Linked DNA regions of Mus musculus: region 1 is linked to region 2. A link is a contact called in public HiChIP or PLAC-seq data. All regions are on one chromosome and are shown on one strand. The core of a region is the stretch at or near the end of the contact, and the rest is flanking DNA. Distances in the headings are between cores, read along the strand shown. Region 1 has its middle 18 kb from the start of Gm29040. Region 2 overlaps Fhl2 (four and a half LIM domains 2).

Region 1 (6,516 bases), core at 334-2,833, 97 kb after region 2:
TCATTTTCTCTAAACACTCTCACAAGCATAAGATTTTTTTTTTAGTACGTGTTTGTGTTTCTTCTTCTAAAGCTCCTTTGAGATGTCACCCCTAAGCTAAGTGCAGTGTTCTTGACATACCCCAACTGGAGCATCATTCACTTTCTATTTCCCACGCATACTTTATGGCAGTGTTATGAAAACCAGTATCTCCCATGACCTTGATGCTCTGAAAATGAGACCACTACTTGTGGTCTTATTTCCTGGTCATCCTTTGATGATCAAAACCCAGGGCCTTTTGCCCAAATCTCTTCTGAATTAACACCTGCCTCCTCAGGGATGAACTGATAACTTCCCCCTCTGCTTGAGGTGAGGTTCTTCTGCTGATACAAGCATTTACTAGGAGGGAGCTAATAATACCTCGGGGTATGGATCTGATAAGTAGGGTAGAGAGGATTTGTAGTGTATGGGAGAAGGTGTGGAGGCTATATGGAAGCACCCCACTATTTTATAGCAAAGACTGGAATATCTGTGGATTTTAGCACTCACAGGAGATCCTAGAGTCAATTCCTCTCGAACATTGTTGCTTGATTGGGTGGAGGTAGAATTCTAAGAAGGAGATTTCCCCCTGAGATTTACTTCCTCGATGTTTCTAATGGAGGTTTTCTGTTGGTGAACTCCTGTTCCCCCGCTCTGCCCCCATCCAATGTCATCTGTTGATTTTGCTGTTTTACTTTCTGTAGAAAGTTAGGACTTCTCACAGTCCGGGATGTTTTGTAACTTTATCATCATGACTCTTGTCTGTTTGTTGGTGTTTCTGTTGTTTCCAAACATACTTCTCCAAACATATTGCTCATCTTTCCTGGGAATTTTCTTATATTATGTTACCGATTATTTTCTCACTTCCATCATCTGTTTGCTCTTCATGGAACTTCTATCTCAAATGGATCCACTAATTTTCCCACTAAGCCCCCCACCCCACACCAACATTTTCTCTGCTTAAAAAAATATATTTATTTTGAAGTGTCTTGAAGCAAAACTTAACTCTTGATCAAGACTATGTTACAAAGAGGAAGTACTCTAGACAGGAAGTTCGCTTGGTTTTTACTCTAATGTAGGTGATGGCCGTGATGTCTCCCTACTGGCTGGAGTCTGACCTCACAGATTGGCTAGTCTGATAGGAATCAGCACACAGGAAATGAAGAAAAGAGGACAGCACACAGGTCATCAAGTTCCTCCAACTCAAGAGCCTTTCTGTAAACAAAGGTTTTACTGGGTGGAGAGATCAAGACATTTGCATAAAGGTTTCACAAGGTTAGGAGACAGAAAAACTTTAAAGTTCATTGAACAGAAAAGGCTCATATTTAGTGTTTCTTACAAATCCCTCCTCTGATTTTTAAACATTCTTTTTCTTCAAACTCATTAAGATGTTGGTTCTCTTTGTCATGTCTTATGTAAGAAATTGCTGTGTGTGTGGGCAGCTGTGGTAGGGGGTGAGGGTGGGGGCACTTAATAATAGCTGACTTGATAAGCCTGAGCTAATTATCAAGAACAAGGAGTTCATTATTCCAACTATTTCTTCCGCATGGCTTATTGTGACCCTGCTGTCCTAGGGGTCCTTGACTAAGATAGTGACCTGGCCCCATTGGAACATTAGGTCTCCACCCAGGCCTATCCTGATTATGAGTTTTTTCTTAATAAGCATTGCTATGTCTAACTACTGGTCTCCTTTAGAGGTAACCCTACAGTCTTACAGAAACAAGATCAGAAATCAGAGCTCCCCCCAAACACTTTCGGCATATATGGCCTCTGGCAAGGATGAAGCTGCCAAAAATCCCAAGGACATTTTTAGCTTTCAGTCAAGAAAAGAAACTGGTGACTTTGCTTTGGGATCTTTTAAATTCTAAACTGTCTAGCCAATTTCTATCTCCTGTTCTTAACCCTGCTCCATCTAAAGATATAACCCTAAGTGCCAATGATGAAACCAAGATCTGTTTTCAGGCCTGTTGAAAGCTGTTGGACTGGCTAGAAACAGTGAGAGGTTCCATTCAGATGGTTTGCAGAGAGGGACAGAGAGGAGACATTTAACCATTGAATGAAGAAAAGAAAAAGGAAGGCATGGCTGCTCCTGGGTATGGTAGAGGAGGTTCATTGTGGATGCAAGGGAGAATACAGAAAGGGGAAGAGACAGAAACATTTGGGAGAGACCAGAGTGAACATTGATATAAGAGACAATTTCCTGAACAGAACACCAATTGTTCAGGCCCTAAGATCAACAATTGATAAATGGGACCTCAGGAAACAAAAAAAGATTCTGTAAGGCAAAAGACACTGTCAACAGGACAAAATGGTAACCTACAGGTTGGGAAAAGATCTTCAGTAACTTACATCAGACAGAGGGCTAATATTCAAAATATATAAAGAACTCAAGAAGTTTGCAAAACACATGAAACTCAAGAAGAATGAAGACCAAAGTGTGGACACTTTGCCCCTTCTTACAATTGGGAACAAAACACCCATGGAAGGAGTTACAGAGACAAAGTTTGAAGCTGAGACAAAAGGATGGACCATCTAGAAACTGCCATATCCGGGGATCCATCCCATAATCAGCTTCTAAATGCTGACACCATTGTATACACTAGCAAGATTTTGCTGAAAGGACCCAGATAGAGCTGTTTCTCGTGAGACTATGCCAGGGCTTAGCAAACACATAAGTGGATGCTCACAGTCAGCTATTGGATGGATCACAGGGCCCCCAATGGAGGAGCTAGAGAAAGTAACCAAGGAGCTAAAGGGATCTGCAACCCTATGGGTGGAACAACAATATGAACTAACCAGTACCTCCCGGAGCTCGTGTCTCTAGCTGCATATGTATTAGAAGATGGCCTAGTCGGCCATCAGTGGAAAGAGAGGCCCATTGGTCGTGCAAACTTTATATGCCTCAGTACAGGGGAACGCCAGGACCAAGAAGTGGGAGTGGGAGGGTGGGGGAGTGGGTGGGGGAGCGTTTGGGGGACTTTTGGGATAGCATTGGAAATGTAAATGAAATAAATACCTAATAATTTAAAAAAAAAAGAAGTTAAACTCCAACAAACCAAATAACCCAGTTTTTAAAAGCAGGGCACAGAACTAAACAGAGAATTCTCAACAGAGGAATCGCAGATAGTCGAGAAGCACTTAAAGAAATATTCAACATCCTTAGTCATCGGGAATGCAAATCAAAACGACCCTGAGATTCTACCTTTCACCAATCAGAATAGTTAAAATCAAAAACCCAAGGGACAGCACATGGTAGCAAGGATGTGGAGAAAGAGGAACACTCCTCCATTGCTGGTGGGACTGCAAACTGGTACAATCACTCTAGAAATCAATCTGACAGTTTCTTAGAAAGTTGAAAATAGTTCTACCTGAAGACACAGCTATAGTGTTGTTGGGCAGATACCCAAAAGAGCTCCATCATACCACAAGGGCACATGCTCCACTATGTTTATAGAAGCTTTATTCATAATAAGCAGAAACTAGAAACAACCCAGATATCCCTCAGCCAAAGAATGGATACAGAAAATGTGGCCCATTTACACAATGGAATGCTATTCAACTATTAAAAACAACGACATCATGAATTTTGCAGGCAAATGGATGGAACTAGAAAATACCATCCTGAGTGAGGTAACCCAGACTCAAAAGAATATGCATGATATGTATTCACTGATAAGTGGATTGTAGCCATATAGTACAGAATGCCCATGATATACCCCACAAACCCAAAGAAGTTAAACAAGAAGGATGGTCCAAGCAGGGATGTTTGAATCACACTTAGAAGGGGAAACAAAATAATCATAGGAGGCAGAGGGAGGGAGGGAACTTGGGGGAGGGCGATAGGGAGGCAGGTTCAGGTATGGGGGCAGACAGGAGAGAGACCCAAAGAGCCAGGAGAGTGAATAGAACTCTGCAGCTGTTTGGGGGGGGGGGTTGGGTGGGAGGAGAATCTCTAAGAAGTTCCAGAGACCTGGGCTAGGGGAGGCTCCCAGTAGTCAACATAGGTGACCTAAGTTGAGATGCCTAAGAGCGGGGACATGGAACCTGAAGAGGCCACTTTCTGCAGCCAGGTAGAACCCCTAGTCTCAGAGGGATAAGGACATCAACCCACTCACAAACCTTTAGACCCAATATTTGTCCTTTCTAAAAGAAATGCAGGGATGGAGCAGAGACTGAAGGAAAGGCCAACAAAGAACCAGCCCAACTGCAAAGCCAACTGGTTTGCCAGCACCAATCCCTGACACTTAATGATACTCTGTTATGCTTGTGTGCAGCTGACTGAAACAGATGCAGATGCTCACAGCCATACATTAGACAGAAGTCAGGGACACTTATGGAAGAGTTAGGGGAAGGATTGAAAGCCCTAAAGTAGATGGGAACCCCAAAGGAAGACCAACAGAGTCAACAAACCTAGAGTCCTGAGGGCTTTCAGAATCTAAGCCACCAATCAAAGAACATACATGGGTTGCAAAGGCCTCTAGCACATATGTAGCAGACAGGCAGCTCAGTTTTCATGGCTGTCCTGGCTGATCTCAGTGGTAGAGGTTGCAGGTAATCTGGAAGAGACTTGACGTGCCAGGTGGGGGGGATACCTAGGAGACCCCCACCCTCTCAGCAGAGAAGGGGCGAGGGAGGGACCCCTGTGAAGGAGGGACATGGGGAGTAGTGTTTGGGATGTAAATTAATTAATTAGTTAATTAATTAAAAAAGAAAGCAAAAACAAAAGTATGGGTTCCCAGCATGCAGTGGGACAGAAACAAAAATAGACAAGTTTGGAGCAGAGAAGTCCTGAGTATTTCAGCTGGAAAATAACAGACTTGGAAATGCATGCTCTGCAGAAAGAGAAGACACTGAGGTCCAGGACAGCGTGCATCTCCAGCCTCCAGCCCACACAGGCTCTCTGCCTCCAGCTGTTATTGGAGCCTGGCAACAGATTCTTCTGGCTTCCCTAGGGATCTATGAATCTCAGAGACTCAGTTCTAGACTGATGTAAATTCACATGAGCTTTGCGTCTAGCAATTTCAAACTATCAGCTGCCTTGGATACCTGGCTAGTGTTGAAGGCACATGGCTAGGAAACCTTTAAAGTTCTTTCTAGAAATCAGTAAATATGTCGTATAAAACAATGTGTCAAAATTATATCAAACAACAATAAAAAAACTAAAACAAACAAACAGTAACCCCAGAAAACAACCAGGGAAGTCTGGTGTTATTTTGTTAGTCTAATATAAAGGGTGATCCCCTGAGGGTTCCATGGGGCTAAAAGTTTTATGGGTGACGCCACTTGGTTCAAGATCCATGGTTGCACTGACTAAGATGGTGAAATCACTTGGTTATGACAATTTTCATGATGTCACAAACAAAGATGGTGGAAGGTAAATCCGATGGTTGCATCCATTTTGGTGAAGTGCTCAGCCAACATGGTTCTGTTTTATACAATTCTGAAATGTTTTTCTCTATTTTAAACTTTCAAATGTCTAATGGAATTTTCATCGCTACTATTACAGTTTTATTTTTAAAACTTCTCGTTTGGTATTTGAATGCTTTCTTAAAGAATGAATTCTTTTCTTGTTCAGTGAACAATTATCTCCCCCTTTCAGCATGATAATTAATTATTTTGAAATGTCTTTCAATTTCAATATTTTTTATTACAACTACTTTAACTATCGGTTTCGTTTGCTACTTTTATGTTACAGAGTTTTCTTAAATCCTTGGTCTTTGTAGGAATACCTCTTTTTCCTCAAAGTCCCAGCAACTTTTACTCATTCTTTATAATCCCAAATATCCTTTAAAAAGAAAGTCAAGTTACATTTTTGTTATTTTTATTCAAGATTAATTAAATATTAAATTCCTTTACTGTATTTGAAAAGTATTTTAAGAGCTAAAAGTTCCATTTCCTGAAGTTTGAAGAATATAATTTTAGGACACAACTCTAAAGTAATTTTTAAAATACCTATTTCTGGCCTGAACCTTGTAGAGGGAGGGGGTCACTCTTGTGTTTGGGGTGGGGTCACTCTTGCAACTATAACACGTGGGAGGTTGAGATAGGAGGGTTGCTTCAAATTTCTGGACAGCCTGAACCACATAGAGAGATCAGCATAAACTACAGAGCTAGATGATCAACAACAGAATGAATGAATGACTGAATAAAAATATTCCTGGCTGATTTATTGTTTTCCAGTGTTAGGAATCAAACTCGGGGCCTAAAGCATGCTAGATAAATTATCTATGAATTATGTACACATGCTTTTTTATGACATTTTAATCTTGACTTCCGGAGGCTGACTTAGAAGAAAATATGTTTGTTGTTGTGGAAAAGAAGCTTAAGGCAGAAAGTGGGGTAGAAATCTTAGAAGTCATCCCTGAAGACTTCTAAGATGAGGAATCTTGCCCCGGTGACTTGAGGGCATCATGGAGGGCTTGCTGTGTGCTAGCACCACAGGACATGACCGCTTTCCATATATTATATTCAATCTTCAAATCACACACACACAAGATT
Region 2 (6,344 bases), core at 3,654-6,153:
TGTGCCATCCAGGCTGGCCTGGAATGCACTGTCTTCCTGCCTCAGCTTCCCAACTTCCGGGGTTCAGGACTGCATTAACATACAAATTGCCTTGTAAGCTATTTGAGTTCACGGCCTATACCCAGTTTGTCCACTAGAGGGCGCCTGATGACCTTGCTTGGACCACTGTCTGCACAGGCTCCATCAGCCTCCTCCACATGAGTGGTTCAGAGCCCATATTGCCCAAAGTTACATTTCCCCAAACTCCATCTACTCACACTTTCCTCTGTCCTCAATCAGCTTGCTGGACCCCTGCATCTAAGTGATCTGCTTACCGCTGCTTCCAACCTGCCTGGTCCTATTTGCACGCCCATGGCTGGATACTCTCTGTGGGCTTTGTGTACTTATCCGGGAGCTACACAAAGCCATCATGTCAAGCAGTAGGTACATGTGTGAGTATGACACACTGAAAGCTACCTGGCTCTGAACCTACCACCTGTGCTAGTACCGTGTTCTAAATCATACCACCCTCTAAACTGCTAGGCATCAGAATCCTAGGTCAGGTTCTCTGAGATGTTCTAACGTCCATTTTTACATCATGTGTATGATAAGACTTGCTTCTCAAATCCCATATTTACATATGTGTATTTGTGTGCATTTTTTCAGTGATGGTAATCAAACCCACACAGTGGGCATGGAGCTACAGCAGTCCTCCCTATACTTTTATTAACTCACTTGACTGGCCTCTAAGTCACAGAGATCTGCCTGCCTCTATGTCTGGCATACTGAGACTAAAGGTGTACCCCGCCATACCTGGTCTATCACTCACTTTTTTTGTTTTGTTTTGTTTTGGTTTGGTTTTTTGGTTTTTCGAGACAGGGTTTCTCTGTATAGTTCTGGCTGTCCTGGAACTCACTCTGTAGACCAGGCTGGCCTCAAACTCTGCCTCTCAAGTGCTGGGATTAAAGGCATGCACTACCACGCCCCGATATCACTCACTTTTTACAAATAAGAGATTCCTTTGTCCTATATAAAGTCAAGATGAGAGGAGAGACAGGGAGAGACAGAGAAACAGAGAGAGACATAGACAGACAGAGAGACACAGAGAGAGAGAGACAGAGAGAGACAGGGGGGGACTCATCTTCTTCAGGTAAAAAAAGAGACATAGTATCATTGCGTATAGTTCTTAACCCAGTTGTGGTTCTGTCCTTTTTTGATGTCTGTCTATCTAGGACATAACGTCATGAGGTCAGGCAGAGGGTGAAGCTAAGCAACATGCAACTCCTGGCCCATCCTGGCACACCAGAGCACAAATCATAGTTGTTGAAATAACCGAGTGTAAATTCAGCAAGCAGAGCAGATCAAGAAAGCACGTGTACTGGGAGAAGCGAGCGAGGCAGGGGAAGAGACGCATTTCCAGGGAATTGCTGGCATTCCTTTTCTGGCTAGTTCTCTCTAGCCACAAGCTGCTGTATATCTTTGGCCAACCAACCGCAGATCAAGAGTCCCCAAAGAAAATAATTATATCCACTAGAGAACGTATACAGACGTCTGTCATTACACCACACAGCATAACAGTGTTCATACACCACTTGCAGATTATTTTAAATATTTGTGGAAATGTTTTATATAAGAAGGAGGCATTCTGCATAGGGTGCTTGAGAACCTGTGGGTGTTGGTAGCTGAACCCAATTCCTGAGATATCAAAGGCTGACCGAACAGGAATTCCACTTCTCTTAATGATACACCTCACTCCTCTCCCACCCCCCACCTTTTGAGGGGTAGGGGTTGAGACAGGCCTTGGATGTCCTGGAACTTGCTCTGTAGACCAAACTCTGCCTGCTTCTGCCTACCAAGTGCTGGGATCAAAGGCGTGCGACATCCTCTCCCAGTCACACCCCTGCATCTGAGATCGATTAACATATCCTGTGTTCAGGGCCCAGCACTGAAGTATCAACACCAGTGTCTGTCTCTGGACAACTGAGAGTCCCACCCCACAGTCCATCGCTGACCTGGCTCAGTGCCACATGCGAATGATAAAGGCATGCGTTCTGACCTGGCATGATGGTTTTCTTGCATTCCTGGCACTTGGACGAGTATTCATTGGAATAGCAGTCGGTGCACAGCAGCTGTTCCTCCTTGGCAGCAAAGGGCTTGTCCACCAGCGAGCTTCCACACCGGGAGCAATGGAAGCAGCCTTCATGCCAGTGCCGATCCTTGTAGGACAAGTCCTAGAGAGGCAGACACACAAATCGTCAGAGGCGGGACAGGAGAGGTGACACTACTGTCTGACTCAGAGCACAGGGGCCTTGGTGCACTACATTGCTGGAGTGGGTGGGTAAGAGAGGGAGGGGGAGGGCGAGGAAGGACGGCAGATTTGCCTGTGGACAAGCCTGTGCTGTATTTTCTTGATTGGTGATTGATATGGGAGAGACCAACTTACTATGGGCTGGTGGTCCTGTGTGCTATTTAAAAAGCAGGCTAAGCAAGCCACGCGGAAGTGACAAGCCAGCAATCAGCTCTTCTCCTCTGCCTCTGTATCTGTTACTGCCTCCCTGTTCCTGCTCTGACCTCCTTTAGTGATGGAGTGTGGGCTGAGAGTTGTAAGCTGAAACAAGCCTCTCCTTTGGATGTCTCTTTTGGTCTTGCTGTTTTCTCACAGCATGAGAAACCCTAACTTAGACACTGAACTAGGAGGCCTTGTTTCTGAGAGGTTCACGTTCCTCTGAACCCAGTTCTCTCCATGTCAGTGGGTTGGTCCTTTGAAGAGATGGATCAGAGACATGGCTGACACACATGCTGGACTCCCGTAAGTCTAAGTATGATGAGAGTAGGCAGTGAGAGAGCAGAAACCTAAACCTGTCTTTTGAAGGTTAAATACTGAAAGTAATTTTAGAAGAAAAAAAAATTTGGTGGGGAGATCATATGTACTTCGTTGTATATTTTGATAAGTGAAATGCAATATAATCTGCTTTAATTTGAGACCACCTGTCGGTGTGTTAAGTCACTACAAACTGCTAAGCTCATGCAATGTGTACATTATCATTATATGATATGTCATATACATATATTGGTATCATTTGGGATTAGGTATAACCTGGACTCTTTCCATACATATTCCCCATTTTTAAACTTAAACCCCTTATGGGGCCCAAGTAGCAGACAAAATAAAACAAACAGAAAATAAACGGCAGATATTTGCACGGTGAATGATGGTAATTAGGACCATGTTGTAAGCTCACGATACTGCATAGCCCTGAAATATAGTTAGTACTGAAGCTCAGAGACACTTCTAAGCTTCTCCACAGTCACACAGCTGGCATGTACCCAAGTCAGGCTGTGGTATGGTTTCCACTCACTGAACCATACCAGATGGGCGTTGAAAAGGGCCAGCTTTTTCAGAAGTTAGCTGGCCTTCCGCTGTAATACGTCATCCCACTAATGAGGGTTTTCGGTGGAAAGGCTACAGATTGCTTTCCACGGCCACCCACCATTGGACAGAAGTGAAAGAGAGAAGTCAGAAGCCTTTCTTGTAAGGTGGCCTACTGTCACCTGGCAGCAACTCTGCTCAGGGAGTGGGCACTGCACACACCAAGGGGTCACTTTTAGCTAGCAAGGAGAAAAGCTGCACAATTTTGTTACTTTTCGCTGTGACAGAACACCACAATCAAGATAACATAAAGTATTTAATTGGGCTTAAAGTTTTGGGGGATTAGAAGCCATGATGGTAGAGCAAATGCATGGCGATGAGAAGAGCTCAGCTCTCACATCTCAGAACTGTAGGCTGGAGGCAGAGAGTGTGCCACCAGATGTCACCAGTCCCACACAGACTATCGAGAAGGACAGAGTCCTTTGCATTGGTGTTATGAGACATTTGCAGAGAAACCAGCTGAATGCTCTAATTGGTCTAAGGTTTTACGGAAACTCAGAACATTTCTACAACAAAAACACAGCTGTGGTTAAAGACTGCCTAGCTGACAGTCATTTGACACTTGAAAGTTTGACCTTAAATATGAACACTGTCATGTCCTCTAGATGGACATGGCCCATCCCACTCAGAGAGCCAAGTCAGGCATGCAGAGATCACAGAAAGTCTATGAAGAGTCAGACAGAGCCATCCCTGCTGTCCTCTCGTGAACGTGGCTCTCAGTGCACGTTTCCTGAGGCCTTCCGAACTCACCTGTCTCTCTTGTGCATGCACACACTCAACATAGATAACATAGTACATATTGATCATTCTTAAACCTTTCTGACAGAAATTGAGAACACTAGGCTGATTCTATGACAGGCTTCAAACTAGCAGTAAAGGAGACTAGTCATACATATTTGTTTCCAAGAAATGGGCAAGTCCAGGCAAGTCCAGGCCTCAGAAGCTGCCCCAACACCTAGTCTAAGGCAAGGACGATGGGTTAACAACAGTTTCCAGACTTCCTCAGCAATGTCCTCAGCAAGAGTTTCCAGCCCCCATGCCCTGGTAATGCAATGTCCCTAGAGATGGAGTAAGATAAGGGTCACCTTCCCCAGAATGCCCTAATCGGGTCTTTGAACACACTTGTTTGTTTCCCTATCTTGGTAATGAGAGACCCCAGCATGCTGGACTTCTGCAGAATAAAGCATTCTTTGCATTTACATACTATTTGAGTCTGGGGTATCATACTTCAGCAAATCATGGACCCTCACAAAATGTTTTCTCTGTAGGTAAATGTCAGCCTCTGATTATATGCCTGAAGTCAGTGGTAGACCAAAAAGGAAAATACCACTAAACAGCGTTGTACCACCATTGCTGGCAGGTCCTGGAGGTGGGGTGTAAAGGGTGGGGTGGGGGGAATCCCTGTTTCAGGGGATTCCCCTGTTCCAGCTAGAGTTGGTGATGGACTTTCTGGCTCAACATCGGAGTATGTGTGATGTGCAGGCAGTAGGAAGGTCTCCTGTGTGTCATATGCCTTACATGACTAATGCTATTGGGGGCTGGGTACCCCTGAGGTCACAGAAGCAGGAGACTCAACAATTAAGCTCAGGGGCCCAAGAGCCAGACCAATTATACCCTTGATCCTCCACCTACCAGCTGCATAGCTAGGGCAAGAAGCAAGCCCCTCAACCCCAGGCTTCTCACTGAGAATACAGAGGGCAGGTGCCCGCTCTCGGCTGTGACAGAAACAGTAAACACACAAAGCGCTTGTGGCAGCTTCTGCTACGTAGAAACCGTCTAGTGAGTGCCAGCTCACAGTCAACCACGAAAGCAGTGACCTCAAAGTGTCACTCACCGGCACTAAATTTCCACACGGAGATGGTAATAAAAAATCAGAATTTTTTTTTTCTTTCTTTCTTGTGTCTCCTTGGGTTTTTTGTTTTGTTTTGTTTTGTTTTTGTTGTTTTGTTTGTTTTTTAGCTTACCAGAGAGACCAAGCCTCAAACTCAGCATCCTCTTTCTTGGCCTCCCGTGAGCAAGGGTTCCAAGTATGAGCTACCACACCCTATTTAAAAATTTTAACATCTTAAAATCTCCACAGTAAGAATTCCAGTGCTCGATAATTTTGTATAGTGCTTTCAAACTTCCTTTAGTTCTTATAATCTAAAAATATGTTTCTAAATTCAACTTGCCTATTTTGAGCCATACAATTACCCTATGAGATAAGACTTTGTGTTTATTCTTGAGCAGATTTGACACTAGGATGCAAAAAGTTATGTTTCCCCAGGCATTCCCCACCCTCCAACCCCCAAATTTCCACCTTTACTGATTCAACAAACCAAACTGTGCTTCCGTTTTATTTTATTTCATAAAGGTGGTACATCAGTGTCAGCCTTTTCCAAGTCAGTCCCTGCATGCTCGCCCAGCCTGGGCTTGCCCCAGCACTTTTACCCGTCCATTTGCTCAGCTGCACACAGAGCACACATCTTACCTGTCCTTCGAGAGTCCGCCCAGTGCCCTGGCCAACACAGAACCTCTGCATTTCTTTGAAAGCCACACCTCACCCATGAGGCCATTGGGCAATTCCTGGAGCTCTGAGGCTGTGCTCTTTGACTCTGAGATCACTTGATACCATCTCAGCTTCCACCTAGTCCCGGAGCTTGCTGTATTAATCAGGAAGTGGGCAAAGGGCTTGTGTGAGAAGATGGTGACTGAGACTGAAGAGCACAGAGAGGCTTCCAGGCCCATTTGGTTTCAGTGTCTTTAGTCTTACTTAGTCCCAGGATTTCCCAGGGCTCAGAGACAATCCAAAAAATACCACTCAAAAATTAAGATAATAGGTCAAACCTGGCCAATGTTTGACTCTACCTGCCAAATATTTATCATGAAGATCCAGTGCCAAGTGATCTTTCCATTCTTCAGATTCACAGCCACAAACAGAACTTCAGCTTTCATG

The links. HiChIP or PLAC-seq counts read pairs in DNA pulled down with a chosen protein or histone mark.
Region 1: a CTCF HiChIP or PLAC-seq map of CD8 T cells shows a contact between it and region 2, with 8 read pairs. The contact joins two enhancer-like sites. A contact is called at or near these places in 3 of 15 datasets of contacts at CTCF or cohesin (CD8 T cells, the NIH/3T3 cell line and large pre-B cells), 41 of 484 Hi-C or Micro-C datasets (2-cell embryo, 8-cell embryo, the AML12 cell line and 28 more), 16 of 115 datasets of contacts at active chromatin or transcription factors (CD8 T cells, the HPC-7 cell line, the NIH/3T3 cell line and 13 more) and 3 of 9 other capture datasets (embryonic stem cells, embryonic tail and embryonic trunk).

Annotation. Positions count from the first base shown.
Region 1 is chr1:43,240,293-43,246,808 of GRCm38.p6, forward strand. No RefSeq gene overlaps it. Among named protein-coding and RNA genes, the nearest start is that of Gm29040, 18 kb to the right of the region's middle. Within about 2 kb of position 1,584, at least 57 of the 459 cell types and tissues checked have an H3K27ac peak or open chromatin away from gene starts, as enhancers often do. A contact at or near this core is called in CD8 T cells and regulatory T cells, where this site is marked.
Region 2 is chr1:43,139,663-43,146,006 of GRCm38.p6, forward strand. It overlaps Fhl2 (four and a half LIM domains 2), which reads right to left. Exons shown (of 6, transcript NM_010212.4): 3 at 2,036-2,210. Among named protein-coding and RNA genes, the nearest start is that of Fhl2, 21 kb to the right of the region's middle. Within about 2 kb of position 4,904, at least 57 of the 459 cell types and tissues checked have an H3K27ac peak or open chromatin away from gene starts, as enhancers often do. A contact at or near this core is called in CD8 T cells and regulatory T cells, where this site is marked.